Regions from separate parts of the Mus musculus genome. Here all the other regions are linked to region 2. A link is a contact called in public HiChIP or PLAC-seq data. All regions are on one chromosome and are shown on one strand. The core of a region is the stretch at or near the end of the contact, and the rest is flanking DNA. Distances in the headings are between cores, read along the strand shown. Region 1 has its middle 23 kb from the start of Rb1. Region 2 holds the start of Rcbtb2 (regulator of chromosome condensation (RCC1) and BTB (POZ) domain containing protein 2). Region 3 overlaps Rb1 (RB transcriptional corepressor 1).

Region 1 (3,481 bases), core at 916-3,415, 210 kb after region 2:
TTATTCTCAGCTCACAATGGCATGCCCGCTTTCAACCTTGTCTTGTAAAGCTGTTTCCTTCTGTCAGACACCCTGGACATAAATATCTACTCGCACTTAAATTGCTCAGAAGCCAGAGTCAATAGCGGTGTACACCGTGGCACCATCAGTTCCTGTACCTGGTCCAGAAATAACACTGGGAAATGGGTTGCTAATGTACACGTCTGTCTGCTGAAAGATGTCCTGTAAGTCACAAGGTGTCAAGAACCTTTGGCCTGATCATTGCTCTGCACACAGGACAGCAGTGGAGACGCGGAGGCTGAGTGCGAGGTTAAATTTACCCATGAAGGAAACAGCCAGGCCATGTTTATGAGCTGATAGGAAACTGAAGAGTGAGCCCATCAGCACGCTGCTTCACACGATTGTCCCTGAGCTGTTGCTGAAGAACAATTAGCTGTTTCCTGCCATTTATTTCTAACCTTCACATGTACGGTTTGAAGTAGGGCATGGGGAGGGATATTCGATTCTTTGGTTTTGTTTTCTTTTCCCCAAGACAGGGTTTTTCTGTGTAGCCCTGGCTGTCCTGGAACTCGTTCTGGAGACCAGGCTGGCCTCAAACTCAAGAGATCCATCTGTCTCTGCTTTGCAAAAGCTAGGATTAAAGGCATGTGTCACCATACCCAGCTGAGTAATTCTTAAAATGTATATTTGCTCAAACTTATTCACACAGATGATGATGTTTAAAAATAAGGAAACTGGGCTGAAGACAGAGCTCAGTTAGTTGGTAGAGTGCTTGCCCAGCAAACCTAGAGGCCTGGGTTCAGTCCCAGCACCTCAGGCACCTGGCATGGCGCTTCTCACCTGTGACCCCAGCACCAAGGTAGTTCAAAGCCATTCCCATATATATTGTCAGCTTGAGGGGCCATGTGGGTCTAAATGAAATACTCAGAATAAACAAACGAATACATACATAAACAAACTCATGAGAATATAACCATAGCCCTACTTAAAATGTATTTTCAGTCTGACGAGATGGCTCCGGTTCAGAGCCTGTATGCTCTTGCAGAAGACCCAAGTTCAGTTCCCAGCACCCAGGTCAAAGCTCACAACCAGCTGTAATTCTAAAACTAGGGATCTGATGCCTCTGGCTGGCACAGGCCTCTTCTCTTTTGCTCCCCTTCCGTTCCCCTCCCCTCTCCTGCCTCTCTCTTCCCCTTAAGAATAATTTTTTTAAAAAATAAATTAAAAACGTTTTCTCTCCCTCTCAAACATCTGTCTTTGGTCCTGGCCCTCAGCCTCTGCTAGGAAATCCTTCCTGGCCCGTGATTTACAGAAGCACAATAGGGTTCTGAGTCCAGTGAATTCACTATTCACCCGAAGCATACTGAAAGATTGTGGAAGTACTCCCTTCTGTTTCTTCAGGGAAAATGCTCAACTCAGGTTAAGCCACGCAATGGCGGCACACAACAAATAAAGGACAGTGGTGCTGAGTTCAAGTCATGGTTTGCAATCAAAGTAGCTGAGTGCTCAGCTAACAAGCCCTCAACCCACCGGGGCGCCACACTCTTCCTTCTGCATTGAGACGCTTCCGGCAGATAATCTTTAGGATAGCTTCCAATTCTAGGATCTTTTAACCTAGCTCATGTGTGTGAGAACTGGTATGACTTATGACTCGAGATATACAGATACTCCAGAAGCCAACATCCTTCAGCACAGATGTATTTTGTCTTCTTTTTTTTTTTTTCTTTTTTTACTTACTTTAAGTTTAAAACACTAGCAGCCAGTGCAAGACATGATCAAGAGTAGGAGACGGGACAAGGGAAACAAGCCAGCGCCTTCTTTTTTCACCTACAAAAAAAACGGAGCGCTTTCTAGAATTTCTTTTTAAATGCCCAAATGCCTGGTTAAATGTCAACTAAACTCTCTCAGGAATTTCAAGCCGCTGAGTTTGTGAAGCTCATCAAGTTGTTCCTAAGTGAATCCAGAGAGTAGCCTTATTTGATGTTGGCACCACAGCATTTGGGGAATAAGTCAGTCTCAGGACTCTGAACTTGTAGTCAGACAACTCCAAGCCTCAATGCACTCTGAGAAGTCTCAGGCGCAATTTCCTTTGTATGGAGTGGGGGTGGGGGTGGGGGAGTATGTGTCTCTCCCACAAGGTTATTGTGAAGATGCTTAAAAGACAAAACAAAACAGGATAACACCACACACGCTTACTTCATAACAGGAAGCTAATGCTGCCGTCTTGAGTGAGTGTTTGCTGCTGCTATTGGGGGAGGGGCTGAGGCAGGGGAACCAGGAGTTTTAAGCTGCACAAATTTGAGGCCAGCCTGGGCTATATGAGACCCCATTTCATAAATAAAATAAGTAAATAAATGGCTGGAAGGTGGTGAAGGAAATATCTCAGGGGTTGAAATAGACTTAAGTATATATGGCAGCCAAAGTGGGTAAACCGTGACAACCCGATTTGAATCCCAGTTAACAAAAACCAACTATGAAAAGTCAGTTTTTAAGCCAAACGAGGAATATTGACTAAAGATTTAAGTATGAATTAGCTAATTTTTGTTCCTTATTTTTTGAAGATAGGAATAATATCATTGTATTTTAAAAAGCTTGTGTATGGAATTACATGTGAATGAAATAATATTTTAGAATAACAAAGCAGATGACTATGGAAGTCTTCAGAAAATGAGAAACAGCAGAATATCATTTCATACAGTTAAGTGGCAAGATAATGAGAATTCTAGAATTGTGTTTTCTTCTGTGTCTATGTTTGAATGTTTTTCTAACAAAAAGAAACAAGTATCTTTATCTTTAAAAAGCAAAAAAGAAGTGATTAGTAGATAAAAGACACTTTCTTTTTCCAGACTGCCCCTGCTGTGTGCTCTGCCTTGCCCTGAATCCAGATGAGAGAGCACTGTATAGTCAGAACCATTTGCTTAAGTTCCCCAGTTCCTGGCAGCAATGGGGGTGAGATGTCAGGAGGCTGCATGGCTCAGGGACATTCGTGACACTGAAAACTGGGTTTTGAAATTCTTGCCAAGAGATCAGAAACTTGTAGCAATCTTTGCAGGAAGCTGAAGACTTCTGTAGAAAAACAACTTTATGTTTCTGAATACTGATGCTTTAAGAGCTATCAGCCCATGGGGTCATAAAGGCTCCAGCTACTGTTTCAAGAGGACTCTGCTGATAAAATCACCAGCATGAAGCTGGGGAAGTTTATGATTATTATCGGGTATCTTTATATGAACTTGGTTGTGGTTTTATATCTGACCTCTATCTGTGACTTTTTCCATTCTGGTTTAAATTCTCCTTGTTTGCAATGCCTTGCCCTTGGTGATCAACTAGAGCTAGCACTCCCTGTCTTTGACCCAACTCCCTGTACCTAGAGTTGATGTAGTTTAGGAAAGACCTTAGAAAAGATTGTGTGTGTGTGTGTGTGTGTGTGTGTGTGTGTATTAAGATAGGGTCTCCTATGTAGTTAAGAATAGTCTTGAACTTA
Region 2 (3,199 bases), core at 646-3,145:
CAACATTGTACTATAAACATCTACAATACTCAGAGCCCAACCTGCCTGTTGAAATCTGCTCTGCTCGTCCTAGCACCCCACCCACAATCTCCGTCCTTGTTCTTAAAATACTGGGAAAGGCTACTTTGGAGCACACCACTGGCCAGAAATTTGTACAATCATTAGTCAAAGAGCATTTTGTTCAGAACCCTGCTGTTTCAGGCACAAGGAAGAAAGAGCTGAAGAAACTAAAGCGTCGCCTGCCCTTTTGGGGGAGGGGTTCAAATGTTTTCTCTTTCCTCCAGCTTTACATAGAGCAGTGAAAAGGGTCACTCCCCAAGCCTATCACTAGACAGGTACCCTATGAGCAGACAGTATGCTACCCTAGCTCCGTGACAACTCTGCCTTCTAGGACAGACATCCATAAACGCCTCTGAATTGAACTCATCAAAAAATGAAACGGGGTTATCTATGATGGTGCATGCCTACAACCGTATCTGAGGGATTGGTTGGTACGAAGAGTTCAATGTCAGTTTTAGCCATTTGGTCTCAAAATACTTTTTGTGTGTATAATTGCGTCACCTAAAGCAACTGCTTCAATTTCAGGTCTCTTGGTCCATCGTCATCATATGCCATCCAGGGTACCATGGGGATGCAGCAACTGTATCCCTGTACTTCTTAGATATACTCTTGTTTGTTCGTTTTGTTTGTTTCTTCGTTTTGGATTTTTGAGACAGGGTTTCTCTGTGTAGCCCTGGCTGTCCTGGAGCTCACTTTGTAGACCAGGCTGGCCTCGAACTCAGAAATCCACCTGCCTCTGCCTCCCGAGTGCTGAGATTAAAGGCGTGCGTGTGCCACCACCCCGGGCTTAGATATACTCTTAAGAGGTTTATTATTGAGTGAATATAGCCACTTACTTTGAACAAAAGGACTGTTGAATTCTCTATCACTTTAAATGGCTAACCAAAACATGCCTACTTCTTTGACTTACTTATAAGACTAACTTTCTTACATTGTAACATATTTATACCACTGAAACAATCCCTGCATTGATCATGGTATTTGTTGTTGGATCCTATTTGATGACATTTTATTTAGGATTAAAACAATATGTCATCTTTGTCAGGTTTTATCAACATGCTTTGTGAGATATTAAACAGTAAAATGCTCTATTTTAAAGGCAAAGATTTTGGGCCCATAAATTATTACGTGACACACCAACCTCACACTTTTTTCTGGCCTTCCACATCTAGTCCTAACTTCATTTTCTTTTCTCTTTAAGCCCAGCCCATTGTTATAATAAGTTCACAGACTGTTGTTTAGCCTAAGCTGAACTTTCAGCCTCAGGAACCGTGAACTTGCTCAAGACAAAGAGGGGATCAAGCCCGCCTCTTCCAAAAAGCCCTTTGTGGATCCTGTGACCCAGCTTGCAGTTACACTGCTAAGGCCTTCATTATCTGACCCACTTTTTAAAGTCATTTGGAAAGAAACCACATGGTCAAGAGGTAAAAGAAGCCCTGTGGAATGAAGAGATGGATTTGAGTCATCTCTAATCATATGGCCCAAGGCAAATTACCCAAATCTCCATTGTCTTCCCCTAAACTGATGTGTGTGTATATATATATATATATAAACACATACATATATATGTGTATATATTTATTATATATAGCACAATGTTTTAATGTATGTATATAATGTGAGGGCAAAGATCAAGCAAGAGGAGGAGGGATGGAGGCTACGATGTTTGAGGCTAACTTGGGCTAATACAGAGCCCCTGTTTCAAAGCCATAACATTATCTCTTCTCTTAGGACTTTCTAGTGCACACTGCTCATAACTGTAGCCACTATGTAGCATAGCAGCCTTCTTTCTGAGCTTGCTCCTCCTAACTGAAATTTGATCACTAGCCCCACAGGCTCCCTTCTCCCTAGTCCCAGTAACCACCTCTCTACTTTCTGTTGGTGCGACTTGACTTTTTCAGTGCTCCTTAATGAGATCCGTAAGTATTTGTGCTGTATGTCTACTTTGCTTAACATCCTCCAGGTTCATTCCAGATCGTCCCAGGTGACAGGATTTCCTTCATTTTAAAGTCGGACAGCTCTCTGGGCCCTCAAACAAGAGACAATGAGGTGGGCCTCCTGGATGGAGTTGCTAAGACTGGACTAGCGCGCACAGAATGCAATTAGCCTCTTATTTCGCAGCAAGCAGGAAAACCAGCGCCTTTGAATGTAAGACCTAAAACCAGAGAGACACAGCTTCCCCGAAATCGGGGCACTAAGCTAGAAAGCGGGGTCCAGCACAGGGTCCCCAGAGAGGCCAGGGTCGCCGATCCCGGCCGAGGAGGGAGGCGGGGCGCAGCGCGCAGCCCCCTCCCTTCTCTTTGTCCCCTTCCCCTTCCCTCGCTCCCTTGAACTCTCTCCTCCTCCTCTGGTTTCTCTTCTCGCTCCCGCGGCCCCCTCCTCCCCGCACGGCTGAACTCGAGCTCAGCCCGCCAGGCCGGGCCGCTTCAGGGGGAGGCGCCAAGTGTCTGCTGTTCTTGGCCCCGGGCGAGCAGTCCCCGCTGCCGGGGAGCGGAAAGGACGCGCGGCGCGGAGGTAAGCCTGCGTGTGGGCGGCAGGCGCGGGTGGGCGGGCGAGTCCCGGGGGCGAAGGCCAGGCGGAGGCCTCACCCTGCGCCCGGCCCGGTGCGCAGCCGCTGCGGGGGCAGGGCGCAGCGCCAACCCACCCGGGCCGGGGCCCGGCGCGCACGCGCGAGCCCGTGGACCAGGTCGCTGGGGTAGCTCTGGGTTCACGTCCCTTCCCGGGCCCTGGGACCGCGTAGCGGTGCGCATGCGCGCAGGCCCAGCCCGGGGTCCGTTTTGTGCGTCGCCCCGAGGCCACGGCTGTGGGGTTCCCGCTTCCAGTTGGGGGAACCCCTGCCCCTGGTGTCTCCAACCCTCCCGTGCACGCGGCGCGAGCTAGCGGTGACGTTTCCAGGACTTTCCGCTCTTTCCCGCCCGCAGCCGCCTCGCCGACCCCATGGCGGCACACGCTTTAGGCCTTTGGTCCCCGAAGTGGAGGGATGGCTGGGAAGGCCTGGCTGTCCTAAGGGTTTTCAGTCCTTTGGGCGTTGCTGAGGCCGGAAGTGGAGGAGTTTAGAGGTGAAAAACTTTTCCCGATGCCCCTTCTTGGCGGCGATGGAACTTCCGCCTGAGTTGAAGCTAGGCTTCCAGCCGCCTTT
Region 3 (3,085 bases), core at 114-2,613, 150 kb after region 2:
GTGGTGCTGTATCCCACAGACTGGACTGTAAACACCGTTGCTTATCCTGGCCCTTAGGGAATAGCATACAGAAAGATCCAGAGCACTTCAAAATTGTCTATATAACTGCTAAAGTTTTTGAACTTCAATATGTAGTAGTTATAATATTCTTTTCTGTTTTTATGTAATTTAATCAATTCTCTATAACATTCTTCTCTCTGCCCTTCCAAACTACTTAAAATTACTCTTCAAAATACAAATACAGAAAATTCTTAAGACTTAGTAGTCTTGAGATTAATATGAATATAAAGAGAAAAATGTCAGCCTAATGATTTATCTATTGATCACTGCTCTGTTTGGAGAAAAATTAGAGGGTAAACCACCTAAACAGAATATTTTGTAAAGCCTAAAAATCACATATGAGACTATTTCATTTTCTAGTACCCTTTTTTACCTCTCTCTCAACTCCCAGGATATCAAGTGCACTATATCAGAGGAAAGTATAATAAACAAACAAGCAAACAAATCCCTGAAGACAGAAGCTGATATTAAAGCAGAATCATATAAGAAAGTAAAACTACTTGGAAGTATCCAATTAAAATTATTATAGCAGAAATATAAATGGGGGAAACTCACAGGGCCCCACCCCTAGACAAATAACAGGCAATTAAGGAAAGAGAGCAGGAAGAATAATCTATCTCCTGGGGAGAAGCCTATTAATTGGTTATCCCATACCAAATGGTTAGCATTTAAATCATATACACACGAGAAACACTAGACAGACTCAGCAGGTTATAATTACATGTTTATGCATATACATGTAACAACAACAAAGAAAATGAGCTGCCAGATTTAAAAGGAAGCAGGAACACAGTGTGGGAGAGGAGGGGAGGTGTGGGAGGAGTCAGAGGAATAAAAGGGAATAGGGTGAAATGATGTAATTATATTTTAATAACAAAAGTAGAATAAAATCACTATAGCAGAAGACAGTAAGCACTGTACCCCAAGTCATTCCGAGCCCTCAAATTCTAGATCTAGAAATCACCTAGTCAGTTTTTAAGTAACTTATTTGTGCAGCATTTTCTTTTGCTCTTAAAGACTCATTTCATTTTTACTTCTGTGTATGTGTGTGTATGTCTGTTGTTTAGCACAAGTCTGTGCAAGTATCCTGCACAGACCAGAAGCTGAAGTTACAGGTGGTTGTGAGACACCTGAAGTAGGTGCTGGGAGCTGAGTTCTGCAAGAGCATTAAGCATCTTAACCGCTGAGCCATCTCTAGAGCCTACCACAGGTTTTTAACAACTGGCTCAGAGAAATGTTTGCGTACTTTGTCTATCGTGGATAGGAAACCTCTACTAGAATTCTAGCTTCTTCTGAGTCATTTCACGTGATGCATTAGAGGCTTGGATTTTTCCCTTTTGCACTGTCACAATCATAGTATACTCTGATCTATATATCTAACATTACAAGCACTTCTTTACACTGTTATTCCTCATCAAAACTAGCTTATAATTGTTTGATTATAATTATAATATTTGAAATATTTAAAATTCAGTTATAAAGAGCTCATTTCTAATTTTCAGACATCTAAATAATATCATAACAAAAATCTTTCATATTTGGGGTCATAGTCATATGAAAAATAAGATAACATTCTACTTGGAAAGATTGCCTCTGAATTCCACGAACTAACTGAACTGTCTGAGCTGAACTGAGCACAACTGCACTCAACTAAACTGCACTGAACTGAACTGCTCCAAACTGAACTAAACTATTCTCTCTCCCTCCCTGCTCTTTCCTGACTGTTCCTTAGCCTCTCCTTCCTGTCTTTACTGTGAGAACTGGGCATATCCTATCTCTGACTCATTCCTTCAAGTCTTTCTCCGATTTGTCACTTTGTCGGTCCATCAATTAGATATCATTGACTGGAATCAAAGGTATGTTCTAAATGAGTGTCTACATTCCAGCCAGAGGGACCAAAGATGTGTATTACCAAATTCCAGCTGGATCATATCTTTGGGTGTGATCTCTTGTCAGAGTAGCCATGTTGCTCAACTAAAATTCCTCTACAAGAATTGATTGCTTCTGGGCTGGCCAGATGGCTCAACAGGAAAGAGCACTGACTTTTCTTCCAAAGGTCCAGAGTTCAAATCCCAGCAACCACATGGTGGCTCACAACCACCCATAAAGAGATCTGACGCCCTCTTCTGGTGCATCTGATGTCAGCTACAGTGTACTTAGATATAAGAATAAATAAATCTTTGGACCTGAGCTAGCAGGGCTGACCAGAGCGAGCAGAAGTCCTAAATTCAATTCTCAACAACCACGTGAAGGCTAACAACCATCTGTATAGCTACAGTGTGCTCACATACATAAAATATATAAATAAATCTTCTTTTTTAAAAAAGAATTGATTGCTTCTGATGGAGGTATGGCTAGGGAAGGACTCAGTTTTCTTTAACATGAGATCCACCAGGATTTTGACCATGTACCGGTGAGTACATGGGTAACAAAATTGGGCTTGTTTTTTCTTCTTCTTTGTCTTCTTTTGTGGGGAGAGAAGTCCTAAAGTGGGCAGGATAGGAAAGTGGGGCTTGGGATACACGATGTGAAATCCCCCCCCCCAAATCAATAAAAGTATTATGACAAAATATAAGCCAAGCTTAGCCATGACTTTCCAGTTGAACAGTGCAGGTAGAGTCTTCTCAGCTACCACTGAGAGCACAGATCACAACTTGGCAACTGCTCACACACTTTTATAGACAATATGGTTTCTTTCTAAGCCGGAAGAAGTTAAAATTTAGATCACTATTTAGAATTACAAGCTCCACTAGACAAAATGAAAATCAAGCTCAAAATCTGAAGAAGCAAATGTCATAAAAGGCTGGTAAAAACAGTTAATTTAGGGCAAGTACCCAGAATGTTTAAGAAATAATAGCAAAATGGATAAGGCTAGGGGATAATGCTTAATACTTCTATTACCCATGACAGTTTCCAAATTGAAGTATCAAGGTATAAAAATAAAAAACAAAGAATGAAAGTGCAAGCCTAATAAAACTTTTATCTTACCGTTCTAATTTGCTGTAGAGTGCACATAACACATTAT

What was found. HiChIP or PLAC-seq counts read pairs in DNA pulled down with a chosen protein or histone mark.
Region 1: an H3K27ac HiChIP or PLAC-seq map of thymic regulatory T cells shows a contact between it and region 2, with 4 times the contacts expected there. The contact joins the enhancer-like site here to the promoter of Rcbtb2 in region 2. A contact is called at or near these places in 1 of 484 Hi-C or Micro-C datasets (B cells), 5 of 115 datasets of contacts at active chromatin or transcription factors (the NIH/3T3 cell line, bone marrow-derived macrophages, forebrain and 2 more) and 3 of 9 other capture datasets (adipose tissue, liver and pancreatic islet).
Region 3: an H3K27ac HiChIP or PLAC-seq map of trophoblast stem cells shows a contact between it and region 2, with 4 times the contacts expected there. The contact joins the enhancer-like site here to the promoter of Rcbtb2 in region 2. A contact is called at or near these places in 1 of 39 promoter capture datasets (hippocampal neurons), 1 of 15 datasets of contacts at CTCF or cohesin (the NIH/3T3 cell line), 3 of 484 Hi-C or Micro-C datasets (bone marrow-derived macrophages, embryonic fibroblasts and nephron progenitors), 24 of 115 datasets of contacts at active chromatin or transcription factors (CD8 T cells, the HPC-7 cell line, acute myeloid leukemia and 18 more) and 3 of 9 other capture datasets (adipose tissue, liver and pancreatic islet).

The regions. Positions count from the first base shown.
Region 1 is chr14:73,347,261-73,350,741 of GRCm38.p6, forward strand. No RefSeq gene overlaps it. Among named protein-coding and RNA genes, the nearest start is that of Rb1, 23 kb to the left of the region's middle. Within about 2 kb of position 2,166, at least 24 of the 459 cell types and tissues checked have an H3K27ac peak or open chromatin away from gene starts, as enhancers often do. A contact at or near this core is called in thymic regulatory T cells, where this site is marked.
Region 2 is chr14:73,140,615-73,143,813 of GRCm38.p6, forward strand. It overlaps Rcbtb2 (regulator of chromosome condensation (RCC1) and BTB (POZ) domain containing protein 2), which reads left to right and starts at 1,896. Exons shown (of 15, transcript NM_001170694.1): 1 at 1,896-1,979.
Region 3 is chr14:73,291,863-73,294,947 of GRCm38.p6, forward strand. Rb1 (RB transcriptional corepressor 1) reads right to left here. Exons shown (of 27, transcript NM_009029.3): 4 at 3,049-3,085. Among named protein-coding and RNA genes, the nearest start is that of Rb1, 32 kb to the right of the region's middle. Within about 2 kb of position 1,364, at least 7 of the 459 cell types and tissues checked have an H3K27ac peak or open chromatin away from gene starts, as enhancers often do. A contact at or near this core is called in trophoblast stem cells, where this site is marked.